Regions from separate parts of the Mus musculus genome. Here region 1 is linked to region 2. Evidence: chromatin contacts called from public Hi-C data. All regions are on one chromosome and are shown on one strand. Each heading gives the region's core, a stretch centred on a gene start, on an enhancer-like site or on the middle of the called end of the contact. The rest is flanking DNA. Distances are from core to core; before and after follow the strand shown.

The links. A called contact is a pair of places that touch in the nucleus more often than the background predicts.
Region 1: a Hi-C map of bone marrow-derived macrophages shows a contact between it and region 2, with 88 read pairs. The contact joins two enhancer-like sites. A contact is called at or near these places in 4 of 39 promoter capture datasets (HPC-7-derived erythroid cells, embryonic stem cells and liver), 12 of 15 datasets of contacts at CTCF or cohesin (CD8 T cells, the G1E-ER4 cell line, the NIH/3T3 cell line and 6 more), 328 of 484 Hi-C or Micro-C datasets (the 3T3-L1 cell line, 3T3-L1-derived adipocytes, the 63-12 cell line and 162 more), 78 of 115 datasets of contacts at active chromatin or transcription factors (the 230-238 cell line, CD4 T cells, CD4 single positive thymocytes and 49 more) and 5 of 9 other capture datasets (adipose tissue, embryonic stem cells, liver and 2 more).

The regions. Positions count from the first base shown.
Region 1 is chr4:40,896,302-40,902,556 of GRCm38.p6, forward strand. Gm34289 (a long non-coding RNA gene) reads left to right here. Exons shown (of 4, transcript XR_001784553.1): 4 at 3,711-4,070. Among named protein-coding and RNA genes, the nearest start is that of Spink4, 21 kb to the right of the region's middle. Within about 2 kb of position 2,355, at least 36 of the 459 cell types and tissues checked have an H3K27ac peak or open chromatin away from gene starts, as enhancers often do. A contact at or near this core is called in the STO cell line, adipose tissue, bone marrow-derived macrophages and 8 more, where this site is marked.
Region 2 is chr4:40,778,276-40,784,800 of GRCm38.p6, forward strand. No RefSeq gene overlaps it. Among named protein-coding and RNA genes, the nearest start is that of Gm34213, 8.6 kb to the left of the region's middle. Within about 2 kb of position 3,061, at least 183 of the 459 cell types and tissues checked have an H3K27ac peak or open chromatin away from gene starts, as enhancers often do. A contact at or near this core is called in the STO cell line, adipose tissue, bone marrow-derived macrophages and 8 more, where this site is marked.

The DNA.
Region 1 (6,255 bases), core at 1,105-3,604, 120 kb after region 2:
ACCCCCGCCTTCACCCCACCCTACTCCCCACTTTCAAACACCCCCGTCCCTCTATGCCCACCCTACTCCATCCTTCAAACACCCTTGCCCCTGACTCCTTACTCCTGTCCCTACCTCTGCCTGCACTTCCACCTCTCCCACCCCGCCCCCATTCCTACCACCACCACCACCACCACCACCACCACCACGCCTCCCCCATCCACCCCTTTCCTGACAGACTGCCTGGCAGGTATCAGTGCATAATATCTCCTAAAAATCCCTGTCTGCCCTGCTCTCCCAGAACGGCTTCTGCCAGGCCTCCTGGGAGGACATCTCTATCCTAGGACACTGGTCCCAAGTCCTCACAGGTTCTCATTTGTTTGTTACTTTAACCTCACTGGAACCTCTGTAACAGTCCCTGCATCAGATCCTCAGGGAGGGATGAAGAAGCCTCAGCTGATATTCCAGCAGAGGAGGGGAGTGAGGGTTTAGGATACCTAACAGAGAGATGGAGATTTCTGACATACATAGTCAACTGTAGTAAAATTTAAGAAAAAAAAAAAAAGCTTTTAGAGGCGGGCTGTTTAAATTATCGATTCATACTATTCCACAGTTTCCTTATTAACTGAGAGGGAGATTGTGGAAAGAACTTCCTCAATCATAATGAAGGATTTAGAAATCTCGGGGCCAGAGAGGTGGCTGGACAGCCAGGAGCTGGCAAGCCAACAACGGAAGATGGATCCCAGGCCGAACACGGCAGCAGTGTTACAGGCCTGGCTGTGAGTCTAGAGGGCTGACAGTTAGTTTCCAGGTTCTCGTGCCGCCTCCCTGGATTAGTTCTTTGTCTTTATTTTATGTGTACGTGGGCTTGGCCTCCATGCCTGTGCACCACATGGATTCTTGGTGCCCACAGAGGCCAGAAGAGGGCAATGGATTCCCCTGGTCATTGTGAGCAGCCCTGTTGGAGCTGGGAATCGAATCCAAATTCTCTGGAAGAGCAGCCAGTTCTCTTACCCACAGAGCCGTCTCTCCAGAACATACCTCGTAGGAGTTGTACAGAGACGTGTGGAAAGTTACAAGAAATGGAAGAGCTTGTTAAGGGAGAGGCCCAGAGGAGCCCAGAGGCATCCCAGGCCTTCCCAGGGGCCTGGCTCCCACAGGCCATTAACATAGTACCCTCCCCCTCCACGTTCATAAACTTGCCTGTTTCTCAAACATGCTCTGAAGGGAGGCAGGTGGGCTCTGGACTGCCAGTCTCTTGTTTCCGCTTTCCTGCTGCCTTTAGTAAGTTAACCTCTAGAACCCTCTTCTCCCTTCCCACTTCCTATTCTCCTGCCTCAGAAGGTGAGAGTCAACTCCTGCAAATGGTCCTCTAACTTCCATACAAGCACTGTGGCATGTGTCGCACACTTACACAAAATGAATGAATAATGTAATTTAAAAAGATTTTTAAAGGGGGAAAAAACCCTCTTAGAGATCCCAATTTTGGCTGGAGAGATGGCTCAGCGGTTAAGGGCAGACTGCTCTTCCAAAGGCCCTGAGTTCAAATCCCAGCAACCACATGGTGGCTCACAACCATTGGTAATGAGATCTGTCACCCTCTTCTGGAGTGTCTGAAGACAGCTACAATGTACTTACATCTAATAAATAAATCTTTAAAAAAAAAGAAAGAAAGAAATCCCAATTTCTCTATATTGAGAGATGCATATCTGTCCCTACAACAGGGACATGGCTGGTTAACTTACAATCATAGTATGCAAGGCTCTATGATTAGCCAAAGAATGACACCTGAACTCAAATAGTTTATAAACACAAAGAGTATTTTATTCTGTGAAGTCCAGCATGCTGGGGTCTCCCCATTACCAAGACAGAGAGAGAGAGACAACCAAGTGAGCTTGCAGGTCAGATCTAAAGCACGATAGGGGATTCCAGAGCTGGTGACCTTTATCCTACTCCATCTGTGGGGTCTCGAAACTGCTGTGTATTATAAAAAAAGAAAGGAAGAACCAGGAATATGTTTGATAGAGGTGCGGTATGGTGCAGGGTACGGGCATGCCTCTACAGACTCAAGCTGTTCGACAGCCATCCGACAGATATAGTGTGGAATAGTTTGTTTAGGGCACGGGAAGGGGAGTTGAGGGAGGAGAGACAGAGAAAAACAGAGGAGGGAGAGAGAGAGAGAGAGAGAGAGAGAGAGAGAGAGACTGGCCATGAACACATGGAGAGAGAGTGGGGAGGGGAATGGGGAGGGACAGAAGAAAGAGTAAGAGAGTAAGAGAGTGAGGAGGGGGCAAGCAGCCTCTTTTATACTGAGTGAGGCCTACCTGGCTGTTGCCAGGTAACTGTGGGGCAGAGCCTAGAAGGAATGCTAACACAAGGTAGGCGGCCTTTCCTTATCTTACTCTGTCTCCAGGGGGATGGGGGCTGGAAACTGTTACTGGGGAGGTCTGGAAACTTGCTGACCCATTGTCCTTGCTTCAGGCCAGGTTGCAGGGAAGCTTCTGATAGTTGCTGACTAGCTGCCCGAAGACTGAGGTTTTTTTTCTAGTAACTGGCATGCCTGGGCTTGCTTGGACTTGCCCAGTTCTTAGGCCTAGTCTCCTAGGCTGCCAATTTGAAGCCAGTCATGGAGTCAGCCGGTCTCATCATTATAGCGTGTTAATTATGATTGCAGCAATTCTAATAGTGAAGCGTTTATAGTGTGCTAGGTGAAAAAGTAAGGCACGTAATGTATAGCTATTATAATTTCAGTTATGTTAAATGTGGACAAATACACATGGAGCAGGAAACGTGTAAAAAAATTTTTTTTCACCAAAATGTATAGCAGTTGTTATTAGGGAGTGAGTTTGCAGGGGGAGGGGGAGCCTATTTTCCTTCTTCAAAAATTGTACTATTATTTTTATATATTTATTTAGAGTGTGTGTGTGTGGGGGGGTGTTATTTAAGTGCTTTTATGTGCATGTAGAAGCCAAAGGACAACTTGGGGGAGTTAGTTCTCTCCTTCCATCATGGGGATCCTGGGGGATTGAACTTAGGTCTTCAGACCTGGCAGCAAGCCCCTTTACCCACAGAACCATCTCACAATTCCCAAAGCTGTTTTCCTTTTTAGGCAGAGCTTTGTTTCTGAAGAGAACACTCGTCCCATGCTGGTTCCTTCGCCAGGAACAGCCTGACCTTGGCAACTCCCATCCAAGGAATAGGCCTCCTCTGATACACTGTTGACTAGGCTAGGGGTGGAGCCCTAAGCAAACTGGGTAAAATCTCTCCAGAAAGGGGTCAGGTGAGCCAGGTTTTGTGGGCACACTTGTAGTTCTAGTACTCTGTAGGGTTTAGAGTTTAAATGTAGTCTGGACTATTTAGTTAGAAGACATCCAAGAAAAGAAGGAAGACGAAGAAGGAAGACGGAAGAGGGAAGGGGGCGGGGAGAGAAGGAAAGGAAGAGAAAAATGAGGAACAACCCAGCTTAATACCCCTCTTCCTTTCCATGTAAATATAGGCATGCCTGCCTTTCTCTGAATTTTTGAATAGAATTAAGACATCTACTTCCCCGTGGACATTAGGAGATTATATCTGCTCTGGTTCTCTGGAGAATGTGGGCATATTCTCCAGCTGAAAGCTATACCTCTCCCTGGGCCAGGAGCAGGCAAAGTGCTGCAGGGAGGGTCTTGGTGTGTCTATATGTTTTATTTTGTCAGGCTTATCCATGTCACAGTTTTCTGCTTCCTTTCCAGTTGTTTGCTGCTCTCCTGAGATAGGCAGCAGCTACAGTGTTTGAATAAAAATGGTTAGTTGGGAGCCAACTCTCAGCAGAAAGCAGCTATCTTCTCTACATCCATCTTGGGCTATTTACTTACAGGTTGGTACTTTTCCACCATGACAAGAGGCTTGTTTTCCTAACATGATGTTTTTGCAAGCAGCCCACCACAGCTGAACACACTCTGATAACATTCTGTTTTTCTCAGACACATCCTGGACTTGTGGTTAAGTGTCTCCAGCTGCACTCCCCAGATTGTGTTTATATACCCAGAGTTGCCTTTCAATAAATGAGACTTGATTAGACTGCCTTGTCACTATTCTTTGCGTCTCTTGCCCCTCCATCTCTACTCTCTGCCTTGCAGACCCTGTTGACTGACCCGCCGGCCAGGTCAATGGTTCCCATAGGTCCATATGTTTGAATGCTGGATTCACCATAGTTGGACCTGTTTGGAAAGGATTGGGAAGAGGTGTGGCTTTGTTGGAAGAGGAGTGTCATTGGCGATGGGCTTTGAATTTTCAAAATCTAGCCAATTCCCAGTTAGCTCTCTCTGCCTTGACCTTGTAGGTGAGATGTAAGCTCTCAGCTACTACTCCAGCACCATGCCTGTCTGCCTGCTACCATTCTCCCCACCACAATAGTCACAGACTCCGTAAGCCCCTATTAAACACTTTCTTCTATAAATTGCCTTGGTCATGGTGTCCCTTCACAGCAATAGAAAAGTAGCTAAGACAGCATCCTTCATACAGTACAGACCCGAGGGTGTGGCCAAAGCGTTCCTCTCGCCCTAGAGCCTCCCTGGCCCTCCTCTGTCTTATCTCAACCTCAGAGCTTGCCCCAGCTATGTCCAGTACCAGGAACAGCTTGCTCAGCTTCCAACACACATGCCTGACCATTCCTGATGGGTCAGTTTGCCCCCAATCCTCCCTACAACTCCTGCAGTGCTGGAGCTGGAGACCAAGAAAAAGAGGCAAAATAAAACAAAACAAAACAACCAAAAAACCAAAAACCAAAATGACAACAACAACAACAACAACAAAAAACACTTCAGCTTTGGGCTCTTCATCCCTGAGAGTGGCCACAGGCAACCACTACTACCCAAGGGCAGTGTATTTGAGAAGGTAAAAGCTCTACTGTTAAATAGTCTTAAACTCTTGCCCGGCGAGTGGGGATGTTTTAGAAAGTCATGGGCCAAAAAGAAAAAAGAAAAAAGAAAAGAAAGTCATGGGCCTAGTTAAGCTGAAATGCGCAGCTGAGAACATGCCTTGAAGGTGGTTTTTACTTCGGTGTCCAGCCCAAACTCTCTATTTTCTGATCTTACAAAATATAAACAGCTATGTTGAAAAGCTCCCAACTCGTGCAGCTGTGATGCCCATTCCCCACCTTGATGGGCTGAACTGTGTATGCTCAGCGGTTAAGAGCACTGACTGCTCTTCCAGAGGTCCTGAGTTCAATTCCCAGCAACCACATGGTGGCTCACAACCATCTGTAATGGGATCTGATGCCTTCTTCTGGTGTGTCTGAGGACAGCGACAGTGTTCTCATATAAATAAATCTTTAAAAAGAGAAAGAAAGAAAAAAGGAAGAAAGGAAGGAAGAAAAGCAATGTGTATAGAGGAATAATGAGAGTGACCTTTCTACCCGAGCCCTTATCCTCCCCCAGCCATTGTAGGCAGCTTGGCAGGGAAGATGACAGGTGTGGCCCTGTTCCCTCTCCTTGCTCCTTGCATGGCTGTGTGGCTCTCTGCTCCCTAGCCTGCTGAATCAATTATTGCTAGGTTAGAGCCAGGAGAGAAAGTTGCTCCCAGCCTCTACTTTTTTTTTTCTTGTTCTACTTGCCTGGCCTGACCCAGTGACCTCTAAATCAGCATTTGGCCTGGGGTCTCCTTGATGCTCAGGTTCTCACTTGGTCGTTGTAGGCTCTTCATGGAGCCTGAGAGCCTGAATTTCTAACAAGTTCCTGATACTGAAATGGTACCAGGGTTCCAGCTATGAAGTCTCTGTTTCAGGAAAGGTTATAAGAGCCCCTGGTGTAGGAATTAGTCACTCTGTCCCATTATTTCTCAAGCACCTGTCTCCATCTTTATTGTCTATTGTCATAGTCCTGGACGCAGCTGGGCTCACCTGAATCTGCCTGTGTCTCCCTGGTACGATTGCGCCCCTGGGATAAGGACTCTTTATAGCTCTAATCCCTACCATGGTAGATGCTCAACAGCTCGTTGAATAAATAAACAGATAACTCTTGAAGGTAATTCACAATAGCCATAGATGGTTAATAGTTAAGGCAATATCTCAGTTAGGGTTTTATTGCTGTGAAGAGACACCATGACCCATGGCAACTCTTATAAAGGAAAACATTTAATTGGGGTTGGGTTACAGTTTCAGAGGTTCAGTTTATTATCATCGTGGCAGGAAATATGGCAGTGTGCAGGCAGACATGATGCTGGAGAAGCAGAGAGTTCTGCATCTTGATCTGAAGACTGTAGCTGTCATTGATTAATGGTTCTTAAATTGCCCAGCGC
Region 2 (6,525 bases), core at 1,811-4,310:
ACAGTATGGACTTAAATCTGAAGTACAGGCAGAAAAAGAGATGGGGAGGGGGCTTGAGTCTCTCAAGCATAGCTAATACATGTGTCTTGTGGCTTTTTCCTTTATTGGAAACACCATCGTGTGTATCTCAGGCTGGACTCAAAATGCTATGGAACCACAGATAATGTTAAACTCCTCATCCCCCAGCCTCACCCTCCTCCTGAGTGCCGGAACTACAGAGAAGCTCTCCCACCCCGGGGCAGGCAGTGCTTGGGACTGAACCCAGACTGCATGCTAGGCAAGCCCTCTGGCAACTGAGCTGGATCCCCGGTCCAGTCTTGTAGCGTTTCAAGTTACATTTTTCTTTTTTTTTTTTTTTCTTTTCTTTTTAAAAAAGATTTATTTATTTATTTAATGTATATGAGTACACTGTAGCTGTACTAATGGTTCTGAGCCATCATGTGGTTGGGAATTTGAATTCAGGACCTCTGCTCACTCCGGTCAGCCCCACTCACTCTGGCCCAAAGATTTATTTATTATTATACATAAGTACACGGTAGCTGTCTTGAGACACACCAGAAGAGGGCGCCAGATCTCATTAGAGACCAGTCGCGCTCTTACCTGCTGAGCCATCGTTCCAGCCCCAAGTTACATTTTTCAAAGGATGTAATTTATAAGCAGGTTCAAAGATTAGGTAAAGCTTAAAATTTTAAGTGCCAAAGTGATGGCTCAGCTGGCAAAGATGCTTGCCACTTTCCTGACAATACTACTTCTATGCTTTGGGCTCACATGATGGAAGAAGGGAGGCTCCAGAGAGTTGCTCTCTGACCTCTGTGAGTACATGCACACACACACACACACACACACACACACACACACACACAAATACAAATTTCAGAAAATATTGAATTGCTGGGTGGGGGTGGGGGTGCATGCCTTTAATCCCAGCGCTCAGGAAGGCAGAGGCAGGAGGATGTCTGAAAGTCAGAGGCCAGCCTGGTCTACAGCATGAGTTGCAGGACAGCCAGAGCTACACAGAAACCCTGTCTTAAAAAATCAAAAAGAAGAGGAAAGAGAAAGGGGGCTAGGGGTGAGGTCGAGGAAGAGGAAGATGAAGAGGGAAGAAGGAAGAAGAAAAGGAGAAGGAGGAAGAGGAGGAGAAAATGTTTAAACACATTTTCTTATTTTTATTTTTTATTTTTTGTTTTTTTGAGACAGGGTTTCTCTGTGTAGCCCGGGCTGTCCTGGAACTCACTTTGTAGACCAGGCTGGCCTCAAACTCAGAAATCTGCCTGCCTCTGCCTCCCAAGTGCTGGGATTAAAGGCATGAGCCACCACGCCCGGTTTAGATACATTTTAAAATGTGCTAAGAGGAGAGAGCTGAGGAGGTGATGCTAATGATAAAATCTGACCATGCACTTACTCGTGGCATCTGCAGCCCATTTAGACCTCTCATCTATAAGACAAACTTGAAACAGAGTGTCTTGCCTGCTGTGCACAAGGAGCTGTATCGCCTATTACAGAATCAGTCTGCATGAGCTCCTGCTAGGTCCAATGAGCCAGCCGAAGACAAAGACATTAAAAGAGAAATTTGACACAGTCTCTGGATGACACCAGTACCCTGGCTTACCATGCTTCCAAAGCTTTGTGGCTACATAAAAATTAAAAAAAAAAAAAAAAAAAAAGTATGAGCCAAATAGAGCACGGTAGTCCGAGGTTATAATGCCAGAATTTGAGAGGTTGAGATTGAAGGATTACAGCAAGTTCAAGGCTAGCCTGAGACACTCTCTCTAAAAAACCAAACACTGGGGCTGGAGATGGCTCTGCTGCTATCTCAGGAGTTTCATTCCCAGCACTCACATGGTGGCTCACAACCAACTGGAACTATAGTCAGAGGATCCAAAGTCCTCGCCCAGTCTCCATGGGCACCATTCACAAACATGGTGCACAGACATACATGCAGCCAAAACACTCATACGTGGAAAATAAAAGTAAATAAATCTTTTTGTTTGCTTGTTTGTTTGGGTTTTGTTTTGTTTTGACACAGGATCTCACTATGTAGTTGTGGCTGTCTTGGAACTCACTACGTAGACCATGTTGGCCTTTAACTCAAAGAAATCTGACTGCCTCTGGCTCACTCACACGTGCTGGAATTAAAGGCATGCACCATTATGTCCAGCATAAAGAAATCTTTTTTTTTAATTTATTTTTTTATTGTCTATAAGTACACTGAGCTGTCTTCAGACACTCCAGAAGAGGGAGTCAGATCTCATTACAGATGGTTGTGAGCCACCATGTGGTTGCTGGGATTTGAACTTCGGACCTTCGGAAGAGCAGTCGGGTGCTCTTACCCACTGAGCCATCTCACCAGCCCCAAGAAGTCTTTTAAAACAAAAAAAAAAAAAAAAAAAAAAAAGAAAAGAAAAGAAAAGAAAGGAAAAGAAAGAGCTGGTTCGATTGTTTTTCTTATCCTGAAGACTTCCCTTTGCAGAGGGAATTGTAAGTTGACTTCTGCATTGTTCTGGCTTAGGGATACCAGAAGAATATCATCTGTAAACCCACAGGCCCCAGGTACCTGGCCCTAAGCAAACAGTTCATTTGTTGTTCTTAGACTTTTAGATACATCAAGAAAATGAGCATTGTCTCCATGAAGTCGAGCTCTCCTGACTGTCTCTTGAATTGAAGTTCTCGGCTTTCTACCGGCTTTCTACCGAGGAGCCCACACAAGGCCGTAGGGTAAAGGGCATCTTTCCCTTGTCAGTGTCCTCCTTAAATACCCCTCCATTTTAAATTCTGCCTCATCACAATTAACCCTTTCATGGAAACCACATTTCACCAGATATTTCTTTTCCCACTGTATGGCTCAGGGACAGACGATGACTTAAAGCAACCTGACTAGATTTTCTTTAGTGGTTATTAAATGACACATGACAGTAGAGACTGAAGAGATGGCACCACAGTCTAGAATCTAGCCTTGGATGTGAAGAAAGACAAAAAAAAACGGAATAGCAAGGGTGCAGCGGCTCCAAGCAGATTTAGAGGTGGGAAGGGCAGGAAATGGAGGAAGTTCACACCCTTTAACCTCAAGGCTCTATCTGTGAGGTGGTCCAGAGCAGCAGCTGGGGGATGGGCAGGATGTTGTGGCTTGGTAAAGGGAGTTGCTGTAAATAAGGAAGAAAAAGCAGCTTGCATTACCTCGAGGAATCCCAGCAGTGGCTACAGGTTTTAGGCAGTTGAGACATTAAGGGAGCCCAGCAGGGACCTGTTGGGCTGTAACTTGGTAGAAGTCTCAGTGAGGTGGAAGACGATGAGAGTCAGGGTTTGAAAGAACTGACATGTAGTCACTCTAAAACATTGGAATCTGAGACTAAGGTGGTACCTTAATCCTGACAGGAGTTGAGCCTGAGCAGAGCATCTAAAATGAAGGGAAACGTTAACTGGAGAAAGTCATGGAAATGAGGGGCAATTCCGCACAAGTGTAAAAATACAGAAACCAGCACATGGGGGATTCGCAGACAGAATTCAGAGACATGCAGATCCATACAGGCACGCAACACGGGATGGTGCTCATAAATCCACAACCTGAAGTACAGACTGTCCCCTCTTCTCTCTGCCAGCATACAACACAGAGAGGCCCCCACAGGGACACAGACGAATGCATATATTTAGATAGGAAGCCCATAGGTAGAGACATGTATAGTCATATGACAGATAAACTTTGAGTCACTCGCCGCAGTCCTGTGACTGAAGTGAGTAAGATTTCCCCCGGGGATTGTTTTTCTTGTTGAGTCTGGCTACTGTGGTGTCCACGTGGCACATTTGCAGTTGTCAAGAAAAAAAAAAATCAAAAAACAAAAACCCCAGAAACCTGAAGCCTTTCTCAAGTTAGAAATAAAGGGTTTGACACAGCCCAGCCCTGGCTTACCAGGGCAAGATGTCTGCTGACACTTTTGTCCATTTAGAACTGATGTTCCAGCTCAAGTTCTGCCCCAGGGCCTCTCAGTCACAGGAAACAGCCTCCCCCTAGCCCAAGGCACACCAAGACAGCTAGTGGCTTAGACTGAACACTCTTGCACAACCAGAACCTCCACCTTTCCCAGCCCAATCATTTTTCAACCCAACAAACCAGCCTTACTTCCCAAAAGCAGTCTGTCAGGAAGGAGAGGCAAGAACAAGAAGGGTGGGGTGGAGGTAAACGTTAAGTCTCTTGTGGCTAGAGAGATGAATCCAGGGTTAAGAGCACTTAGTGATGTTGCAGAAGACGGGTATTCAGTTCTCAGCACCCACATGGTGGCTCATAACTGTCTGTAACTCTAGTTCCCCGAGGGTCAAATGTCCTCTTTTGGACTAAGCCAGACATGTATGTGATGCACAAACATATGTGCAGCCAAAATATTCATACATGAAAATAAAGATAATATTTTGCTTTCACTCGAAGTCAAACTTTTAGTTCCCCTGAGTGCTAGTTCCTCTTACTTCAGCCCCTAATCCCTCTGTCCTGCCTCAGTAGAACCTCTCTCATCTCTGTATTCCAGAGCCTTGTCATGTCTTCAAGGGCGTTGACCACCTCCATGCTATCAAACCCAATAACTACAGAAAGACAAGGCTCAGGAAAGTAAGGCAGATTTAACTTCTTTTTTTTTTTTTAAAGATTTATTTATTTATTATATGTAAGTACACTGTAGCTGTCTTCAGACACACCAGAAGAGGGAGTCATATCTCGTTACAGATGGTTGTGAGCCACCATGTGGTTGCTGGGATTTGAACTCAGGACCTTCGAAGAACAGACAGTGCTCTTAACCACTGAGCCATCTCACCAGCCCTGGATTTAACTTCTTACAGTTTGGCTCAGTGAAGACAACCGGAGAATTAAAAAATATCTACCCAAACACAGGAGTAGAAATAAATGGGTGGGTGTAATGACTCCTTTCTCTTGGATAGATAGATATCTGCGGAGCAATGTGGGCTACAATAGACAGCTAAGAAAATGACCTTTCTTCAGAGAGATCCACTGCTTATGATAGTGATCATCTTATCTCAGTCAGCCACTGTTTTATTGCTGTGAAGAGACACTATGACCAAGATTCTGCAAGTCCCTGTACCTTTTCCTCTGTTAGCTCCCCACGCCCTCACCTCCAGGTTCTGGAAGTGGGATTATAGGGTATGGACTTCCTGACAGGCCCCGGGTAGGACTGAAGTCAGATGAGATGACATCTGTTACAGTAAATCTCCAACCCCAATAAGCATAGAACACACAACTCAGTTATAATATTTATAAGCTGCACGCCTAGATTGGGCAGATCTACCACTACACTACTCTATTCCTCAGCTATGAGATCTCTTGCTACTTGTGGCTTTTCCAGGCCCCATGGTCCTGCTCCATCTTCTGCCCATCGTCTCTTCCTCCATCTTCCTCTGTCTCCTCGTCTGACTCTCTCCTTCTTCTCTTCCCCCTCTCTGAAACCTCCAGCCCTACCTTTCCCTTCCACTGCCTAGTCACAGGCTCTAGCCTTTATTTGACCAGTTAAACTGGGAAGAAGGTTCACATGAAATCACCTGAGTACGTGATCCACCTCTCAAGAGGGCAGCCCCTCCTGAGGAAGCAGAATTGACATCAAAATGCAAACAGCACCAGGGCAATCCACAACAGAAATCATGGGTCAAAAAATGTTTCCCAAGGGGGTTGAGATGTGTCCTTTCATTTTCAATGCAGTCTATAACTAGTCCTGGTTTGTGAAACTGTAGAAAATGACATGTTTAGACGGGAGAGGAGAAAAGCCATACTTGGCCACAGACTGTAGGCCTTAAGTGTGGGTCACTGATTCATAACTTTTGCTTGTTTTTATTGTTGTTGTTTGTTTGTTTTTATGAAACAGTTCTCAGTGTAATCCTGGTTATCCTCGAACTCATCTATTGACCAGGCTGGCCTCGAACTCAAAGATGCCCCTGCTTCTGCACTGGAATTAAAAGCATGCACCACCATTCCCAGCGATTTTTACCATTCCAATTTGAAATGTCTACGTATGCGAAGAATCCCGTTGGTCTGGGGATGTGGCTCAGTGGTTAAGAGCACTGACTGTTCTTTTGAAGATCCTCAGTTAGACTCCCAGGAGCCACAGCGCAACTCACAACTGCCCTTTAACTCCAGTTCTGCCTTAATTTTCTCTGACTTTTTTGTTTGTTTGTTTCTTCGAGACAGGGTTTCTCTGTGTAGCCCTGACTGTCCTGGAACTCACTCTGTAGACCAGGCTGGCTTTGAACTCAGAAATTTGCCTGCCTTTGCCTCCCAAGTGCTGGGATTAAAGGCGTGCGCCACCATGCCCGGCCCTTCTCTGACTTTTAATCAACCTCAAGATTCCTGCCTCTAAAAATAAAAAGAAATGAGAAGGGCAGGGGCCAGCTGTGAACAAAAGGTAAACAGCCCTGACAGGGACCGGCTCCAAGCCATCTCAGTCTCTGAGAGGTATTTGTCTTGGCTTCGGTTGGGTTTGAGACAGCATCTTGGAGTGGAGCCCTGGCTCACTTCTCCTTTCCAGGATCTGCTTG